2 separate regions of the Gasterosteus aculeatus genome follow, and region 2 is linked to region 1. Evidence: chromatin contacts called from public Hi-C data. All regions are on one chromosome and are shown on one strand. The core of a region is the stretch at or near the end of the contact, and the rest is flanking DNA. Distances in the headings are between cores, read along the strand shown.

Region 1 (3,897 bases), core at 648-3,147:
ATCGGAGAAGAGTTGGCAAAAAAAAACAGCTATAGGCAACTTTTTGCTCCATCATCACAACGAGTGTCTTAATTCCATTTGGGCAAATTTTCAGTTCGGCATATGCTGTGATTACATATCCAAATCAGGACATAATGGATGGTCCTAATCGCCGAATATTTCTTTTGTATAGTTTTTACACCATGCTAAACTTCGTCACACAATTTGGAAGTAATTCAAGATGCCGTGCAGGCAAAGTAGGTCTCACAGTTGAGACTTTCCCAAAATTCCGACCCCACATGTTCCATGTTCGCCAAACATAACAAAAAAACATGGCCGACCGTGATGGACTAATGTTTTTTTGGCAAGTGTAGAAAGGACAATTTCCAGGGCTCAGTTTGGTAAACAGTTACATCACATTACGAGCATATTTTCATATATCTAAATTAAGGATAGGATTAACAATTTGATATTATGTATTATTTGGTGGTGGTGGTAGAGAATAAGTTGCTCCACTCTTTCGATATGCCAGATTCCCCTGCTGGTTGGAGGTGTCAGGGGGGGCGGAGGGAGGTGTCAGGGGGGGGGGGGGGGGGGTTGCGTCTGGTGCTCGCTGAAATGACAACTGACAGCAACAGAGAGGAGAACAGCGTTTAGCGGTAAACAGCACTGACGCGATTGGTTTACGGAAACCGAAGCTTCATAAAACCATAGTTTTCTCATTTAGTCAATTTAAAAAAATATTAATGATTCAACATGAAACTTTCCCCTCACTAGTCGTAGGAGGCCCGACCTCATCGACTGACCTCACATGGTCAAGTCAACGTCTTTGGAGGGAACCAAAAAAAGAATTAAAGACTCTTTTAAGTTTTTCAGACAGTTTTTCCTGACTGGAAACATACAAGTGGCGTGGGAAGTGCACGGTATTACAACCAACTACTGAGCATGGATGACATCGGTTACATGATGTGCCACCCGCAGCTGATTTACTTTTTGTGGGCTTTGTTGTAAAGTAGATTAATGAGTCTCCCATCTGCATTCAGTTGTTTCACAGTGACAATACAAACAACCCTGGAACCTCGCATCATTTCCCAAACACAAATCCCACATTTGAGCCTGAGGTTTGCACGTTCAAATACCATATTGCCAGTGGTGTCAAAAGTTGTATATATAGCAAGCTCTACAAGTCCATATTTCAGAGTTGTAGGTGGTGCCATGTTGGGTAGTTCCGATGTGTGCCTGGTACCGCACGGTATGAGCTCATCTGAGGTTCTGTGTGCTAAAGGCTCCTCTGCAAAGTAAGAATTGCAGCTGTCAGACGAATCTAGTGGAGGAAAGGATTTAGTGAAATCTCTCTGGCGGGAGAAAGAAAAAAGATCATATCTCAAAAAAATTGATTTACTCCAGCAGCAGTTTCCAAAGCGCCCAAATTTCCGGTTTAATAAACCTTAAAAATAAATTGAAAATAATAAATGTTGGCCAGCAGAGATTCCAATGTCGCCTTTTGCACTGTTAAAACTGTCCTGATGGCCTAGATGGTGGAAATGGGAGTGAAGCACAAGCTGACAAAAACAGGAAGAGAATAAATGAAAGTGACGTATCAGTTTGACAATGACCTAAAAATCTGGGAATTATTAATATTCTGTGTGGGCTGCAAGAGCTTCAGCAACCATGATCTTTCAATCTTTCAGCGTCCATTAAAACACACACACGTGCACACACACATTCAGCTTGCTCTGACTCCCCAAGCATTTGTTTTTCTATCCATTTAGCTGACTGAGCATATAAAGTCTGGGAAAACTTCCCGAGCCAAGAACGGGATGACTCTGACTCATTATCACCTCCACATCTGCTGGTTTCACTCAGGATTCATTCCCCTGGTGCTAATACCTTTTAGATAACTTCATGCTCAAAGAAAGGGCTAGAGAGACAGCCGAGAAAGAAGAGGAGGGGGAAAAGGTGGAGGAGGAGGTGAAAGAGGAGCCGGAGGACACTCAACAACACTAGGGGGCAGTCTAACACAAAGCATTGCCCTTGGGGGGGGGGTCACTGGAATCCTGACTCACTACTATCATGGATAGTTGTGTGCTGCCTCCTAGAAAACAACAGCCGGCCCTCCTGGTTGTGTTTACACTGAATTCTTGTTCACACCAACCTTAAGAGCTTGGTCATCTTGTCTGCGACGGCTCTGTTTAACCCTCATTAAGCCGTTGGGAAGTTGCATAGACAAAAGGCCCGGAACGGACAGGCTTTATTCTGTGTTTCCTCCCCCCACCCCTGTTACATAAACAGCAAATGAGATAGCCAGCCACATCCTCCACATCAGATTCCATTCAATCTGCACATAATGGCTGTGGCGTGGCCGTGATGGAGGTCTCTCCGTCTTTCTCTTGGTTGGTGGGACCCCGGCGGCGGTGCTGCTGAAGCGCCTGGTTCCTTGGCGTGGCCTCGGGGAGGAATCAGAGCGGGAAGGAGCTGCTTCGGCGAGCCACAGAACAACGGCGGGCACCTCCGAGCCCACTCGCTCTGCACGTGTGCGTTTGATTTCTGAGTGTGCACTTGTGGAGGGGACTGCAAATGTACGTTTCAAGGGCCGCGAGCGCTAACCGGCCAACACTATGGCGGGAACTTTGCCGGCCGGCTGCCAGGTGATGCGAAAGGTCTCGAGGGAATGAACGGGAGGACCGGTTACCAGAACATTCCATTCATTCAGTACATTTAGTACACTCTGTGTCATACTGCATATTAATAGTTGAGTGAGATTGCATAATGTTGCATACGCGGCCAGACGGGGTGCATCTCATGTGCAGCAATAAACATTTCAGGGGTGTTGTGTCAGTGGTGACATAACACCTATCAAAAGACACAATGTGTTGTTGACGATGAGGCAGCCTTTCGTAATGTGTTATACATGACAATGTTGCCCATTCGTAGTGGGAAGCATGAAATGATTAAGTGCCGTAATGACAACTCTTAAAAGTAGTCCTGCATTCAAAGCGAAATGATCTGCCGCGTGTCCACCGCGACCGATACGTTCTTATTGTGCTAAATTGTCAACATTGATGTGTACGTGTACGCAGAGCCAGTCTTAACTTATACACACTCAGCAGGTCCCAGTAAAACCAAAGAACTGGAGTCCAAGCAAAAATATTAGTACTGGTAATAATAGTTTGTCATCTAAGAACACATTCTTGTAAAAACATTACGCAGAATAGATTAGTGGAAAATGTCTACAAAATAGGCTCATAAGCCAATAGGAATGTAGGGGGGCGGGCCATGAAACCCATAATTGATAGCTGGGACAGCAGTGAAACTTTTACAGTAACTATATAATATAGTTATGGTAATGCAGTAGGAATTCCACTGCAGAGTGACAGTGTTCCACTTTGGCCATGTTGATGTGACACAAGTAGCAAAGCAGACATGCTCAGTTCAACCCAAGTCTTAGAATAATACAGCCATTGGTTACTTGGACATGGACAGTACATCAAAAAGATGTATAGAGTCTACATATATATGTCCTTCTTTTTTATCCCTTTATCCGGATCTCCTCGGCTGTGTGTTTGGCTATGAAGGTGCGTATATGTGATCTAACACACCTGGTCAAGACTCCCCCCCCCCACAGCACACAATCACGTCCATGCGGCAGCCGAGGCGAACGGGAAACACCGTGCACAACACACACACACACACACACACAAACACGTTCCCACGCGTGCAGAGAGGCTTTCAACAACTGGTGTGAAGGAATCCAACTCCAGTGGCGGCGACCCCCAAAGGTCCCCCCCCCCACCAACCACCACCACCCTCCTCCTCTTCTCTTTCTCTTTCACCCTCTTCATCATATCACCCCTTTACGCCGCCTGCCCCGGGGAGACAGCTGCGGAAGACATTATGTTGTGCTGCGAATGCGTGTGA
Region 2 (3,836 bases), core at 1,206-3,705, 100 kb after region 1:
AAACCGCCAACAGTCTCTTCTTCTTGTCAAGTCATGTTAACCCACACATCTAATCCCAGGAAAACAGTGGGGCCTGCCTGATAGAGCAAAAACAGGGGAGAGGGGGGGGGGGGGGGCTGCCATGAAGCCCTCGGGCAAGGCACTGATGGAATGCCTTCTGTTTGCTATCTACGTTTTAATACAGCTATATTACATACATGAAGAAGGAAAAAAACAAAAGCTAAACTAATGCCAGGCCAAGGACACTTAAATGTCTGATGCTGTACTGATCCCTGCGGGCGCAGTTCTCTACTCTTGCCCCCCCTCCAGGGAGGTCAGGTTAGGGATTCAATGTCTTACTCAAAGGCACTTCGGCAGGGCGGTTGCTTAACCGGAGTCCTCTGCTTGGAGGACAGCCTACGTCACTCACAGACCAACCCTGCCAGACCAGTCCATAAATCCATATGCAAGAAAAACACAAAGAAAAAAAATATATGTATAACGATTAGTCATCTGAAATCGACAGCCTGCTGAAGATTGGCAACCGCCTTCCAGCGTCCAGACTCGGGGACTCGGAGCCGCTGAGGCTCCCGGAAGAGCTGAGGGACCCGCTCGCGTAGCTCTCCCGGTCGGAGAGCGAGTCGGGCGGGCTGGGAGGAGGCTCGAACACCGGCGACTCGCTGAGGCGGCGCAGCGCCTGCAAGTGGCTCATGTTGTACGTCGGCGGGGAGGGCGGGCACGCGCTGCCCTGCGCGTTCCCGTAGTAGGCGCCGGCGGAGTGGTTGTTGGCGTACCCGCTCGGGGTGTGCACGGCCAGCGGGGCCAGCAGGGCTTTTAGGTCCTGCCCGGGGAAGGCGAAGGCACTGTTGATGCAGGACAGGGAGTTGGGAGAGAGCACGTCCTCGTAGAAGCTCGAGGTGGAGGTGCAGGAGGAGGAGGCGGTGGCCGGCGGCGGGGTCCGGGACATGGGGCTGTCGAGCAGGGGAGACTCGAGCCCGTGGTGGGTGGAGAAGCCGGAGAAGCTGAGGCTGTGGTGAAGCTTTGGTCTGTCCCTCTGGGTGTAGCCGAGCTGCGGCGGCAGCGAGTCCCGCTGGCCGTAGCTGCACAGGTCGCGGACCGAGCGGGACTCGCCCAGCTGCATGTTGGCGTTGGTGGCCGGCGCGGGCCGCCGCTCGTCGGCGTTGTGGATAAAGTGACACCGGGGGCCGTACGGGCAGAAGCCGATGGTGTGGAAGGTGCGGCACGGCTCGGTTTTGTACTTCGGGTGGCGGGACAAGCTCCGCAGCTCGTGGTAGCCGTGAGCGAACTGGCACTTCTCCCCGTACTTGCACGAGCCGTTCTCCTCGAAGGGCCGGCACAGCTCGGTCTTGTAGCGGGTGGAGTTGATCTGAGAGCCGGGCTTCTGCTGCAGCACGCCCCGGTCCCCGTTGTCGCTGTACGCGCGGTCGCGGAACTTGTTCTCCTTGTTCATGAGGGCCGTGGCGGCGCTGCTGCTGCTGCTGCCGCCGCCGTTCGGCGTGTTCTCCTTCAGGCTGCCGTAGGAGCCCATCGAGTACTTGTTGCCGTTGTTCAGCGCCTCCAAGTTGCTGGTTGAGTTTCTGCGGAAAAATCCCGGAGAGAAAGGGCCGGAGCCCGGAGACGTGACCGGGGCCCCGACGGCTTTCTTGTCCAGCATGCTGTTGATGTGGAGGGCGTTCATGTTCATGCTTTTATCTTGCTGTACGGGAGAGAAAGACACAAGTTAGCAGTGCACGGCTGGCAGCAAATTGACACAATGTTTCCACCACATGACGCCGCAACAAGTTGATGCAGTCGAACAACTTTGCGGCGTTGATGCAGCGCGCGCGCCCGCGCCCCCCGGTAACGCGCCCGAGCTTTACCTTGTAGAGCAAGTCCATGTCGTAGAACGCGGACAAGACGGTCGCAGACATCTCGTTTCCCCAAGCGTGCTGCCGCACTCCCTCTTTCATGGAGGACCGAGCGGGGTCCCTGAACGCGGCGTGCGGAAGCGGTAGTTTGTGCCACGACTGGTTTTGGTTGAGGGAAAAAGTTGCCGTTAAAAAGTTCGTGTGCAGTTTTTAAGTCCGCAGAAGTTTGGAGGAGGATAAGAAGAAACACACAAAAAAAACCAACAACCAGCAGGGGGGTTGGTTTGGTGCTGTGGGGTCGGAGGTGGCTTTATGTCCTCCCCTCGAGAAGCGCGGAGCCAGAGTGCTTCACTGTGCGCTGCAGCCTTTTTGCGTGGGTATAAATGCCTGGCGGCGGCCGGGGAGGGGCGAGCTGAAGTCGGTGCGAAGTTTTGCGAGGAGCCGCCTCTTCCCCCCCTCCCGGAGAAAAGCTCCTCTCACCGGTTGGCCGCCTATTCTCCTTCACCACGCCTTGAAATCCAACCCCAGCACCCCCCCCCCCCCCCCCTCTCCCTTCCCGCACACACACACACACTTTTAATCACACAACCAATTTTGTGGAAGTTTATCTTTTATTTTTTTGTTACTACTTCTTCTTCGGCCGACTCGCTGAGAAAGAATGCAGAAACACATGGTGGGGGTCTACTGCGCATGCGCGCTGCTCTACAGGAACAAATTAACCGTACGCACATCCTCCCCTGGGTCACACGTTGTGCCTTGCTCAAAGGCAACTTCTCCGACCCCCCCGAAAAAAAAGAAAAAACCGACCAGTGCCAGGCCACCCTTCTCCACCTCTGGACCACCACACTAGGAAGCTGACACATGCATTTGTAATGGAAGGAAACTGTGCCTCTCCCTCCCTGTGATGGGGTGAGACCACAAGTATGAGGGGAGAGGAGTCCAGGCAGAGTGCAAGCACCAATTTATAGCAGCGAGCGCGTTGCGTAGTGGACTTCCACAGGGCAACAGCGGCCTATTCCTGGTCCACTACACATGGCAGAGGAGACATGTCCATGGCCGTCGGCAGCGCGTGACCTTTTTATGCTACTCATTCAAACTAAACATCGATAGGATTTTGTCTCGATTCAGAAATCGATTGGAAAAGAACGAGCTAACGCGCTGAGCGCAAAGCGGATACGCTTCGGTTACAATCTTCTTTTTGAGCCACTCTTGAAGTTTCTCCATGACTTGTTTTTCCCCCCCAATCTCAGGCCCGACTGCAAGAATGCGGTTTGTAAATGTGTCGCAGCGGAGCAACGCTGCCCCCGCGAGGCCAAGAGGGGAACTGCGTGCCCAAACGGACTCTGGCTCCCCCTGCTGGCCGCAGCTGGCTCAGGCCTAAAGGCCCATTTGGATCCCCTTTAGCGGTGATTGTAGAGAAAGTGACTTTTTTTATGTCGTTTGTTTTTGCCACAGCAGAAGCCCCCAGACATAGTGGGTGTTTTGTGTCACCCTCCTCTTTGTTAATCAAAGAACGCGCTGCAGTTGGCCTGACGTAACGTTCGCAGGGTGGCAGAATGTTCACATGGAAATGTCAAACTACTACGCTGCACTCTGGGAGTTGTCAAGTTGAGAAGAATAAATCCCACAGTGGAAAGATTGCAGCGCTGGCAGCAGAAGGACGAGACTTACATCAGCGAGCCGACAGCGGGGTGTAAAAACGCTGTGCGACACGGATCTGCAGAAATTTCCAGGTTCTGCGACACTAGTAACCATGAAGCTTTTCAAGTCAAAGAATAGTTCTACATTCTTTTTTTTTAAATAAACAATTTTTCTCTCCATGACATGATTCAATATTTCTTCAAGTGCTGTACGGTTTGTGATGCCGGGGGGGACACATGCGAAAAACAAGTGACATAAGAGCTTGGAATCTACTACTACCAACCCTAAAATTAGTCTTGAGGGCTGCCCCAGGACTATTTGCTTGGCCAGTTGTGATAAATAGTTTAA

Evidence for each region. Hi-C and Micro-C count contacts between places; a contact is called where the count stands out from the background.
Region 2: a Hi-C map of skeletal muscle shows a contact between it and region 1, with 11 times the contacts expected there. The contact joins the promoter of zfp36l2 here to the enhancer-like site in region 1. A contact is called at or near these places in 5 of 6 Hi-C or Micro-C datasets (liver, skeletal muscle, tail fin and 1 more).

The regions. Positions count from the first base shown.
Region 1 is chr6:6,267,059-6,270,955 of fGasAcu3.hap1.1, forward strand. All of the region lies in intron 1 of LOC144409417 (a long non-coding RNA gene), which reads right to left. Among protein-coding and RNA genes, the nearest start is that of LOC144409416, 3.9 kb to the right of the region's middle. Within about 2 kb of position 1,898, at least 2 of the 9 cell types and tissues checked have open chromatin away from gene starts, as enhancers often do.
Region 2 is chr6:6,368,309-6,372,144 of fGasAcu3.hap1.1, forward strand. zfp36l2 (zinc finger protein 36, C3H type-like 2) reads right to left here and starts at 2,456. Exons shown (of 2, transcript XM_040179111.2): 1 at 1,860-2,456; 2 at 1-1,696. The coding sequence starts at 1,949. The coding sequence ends at 485.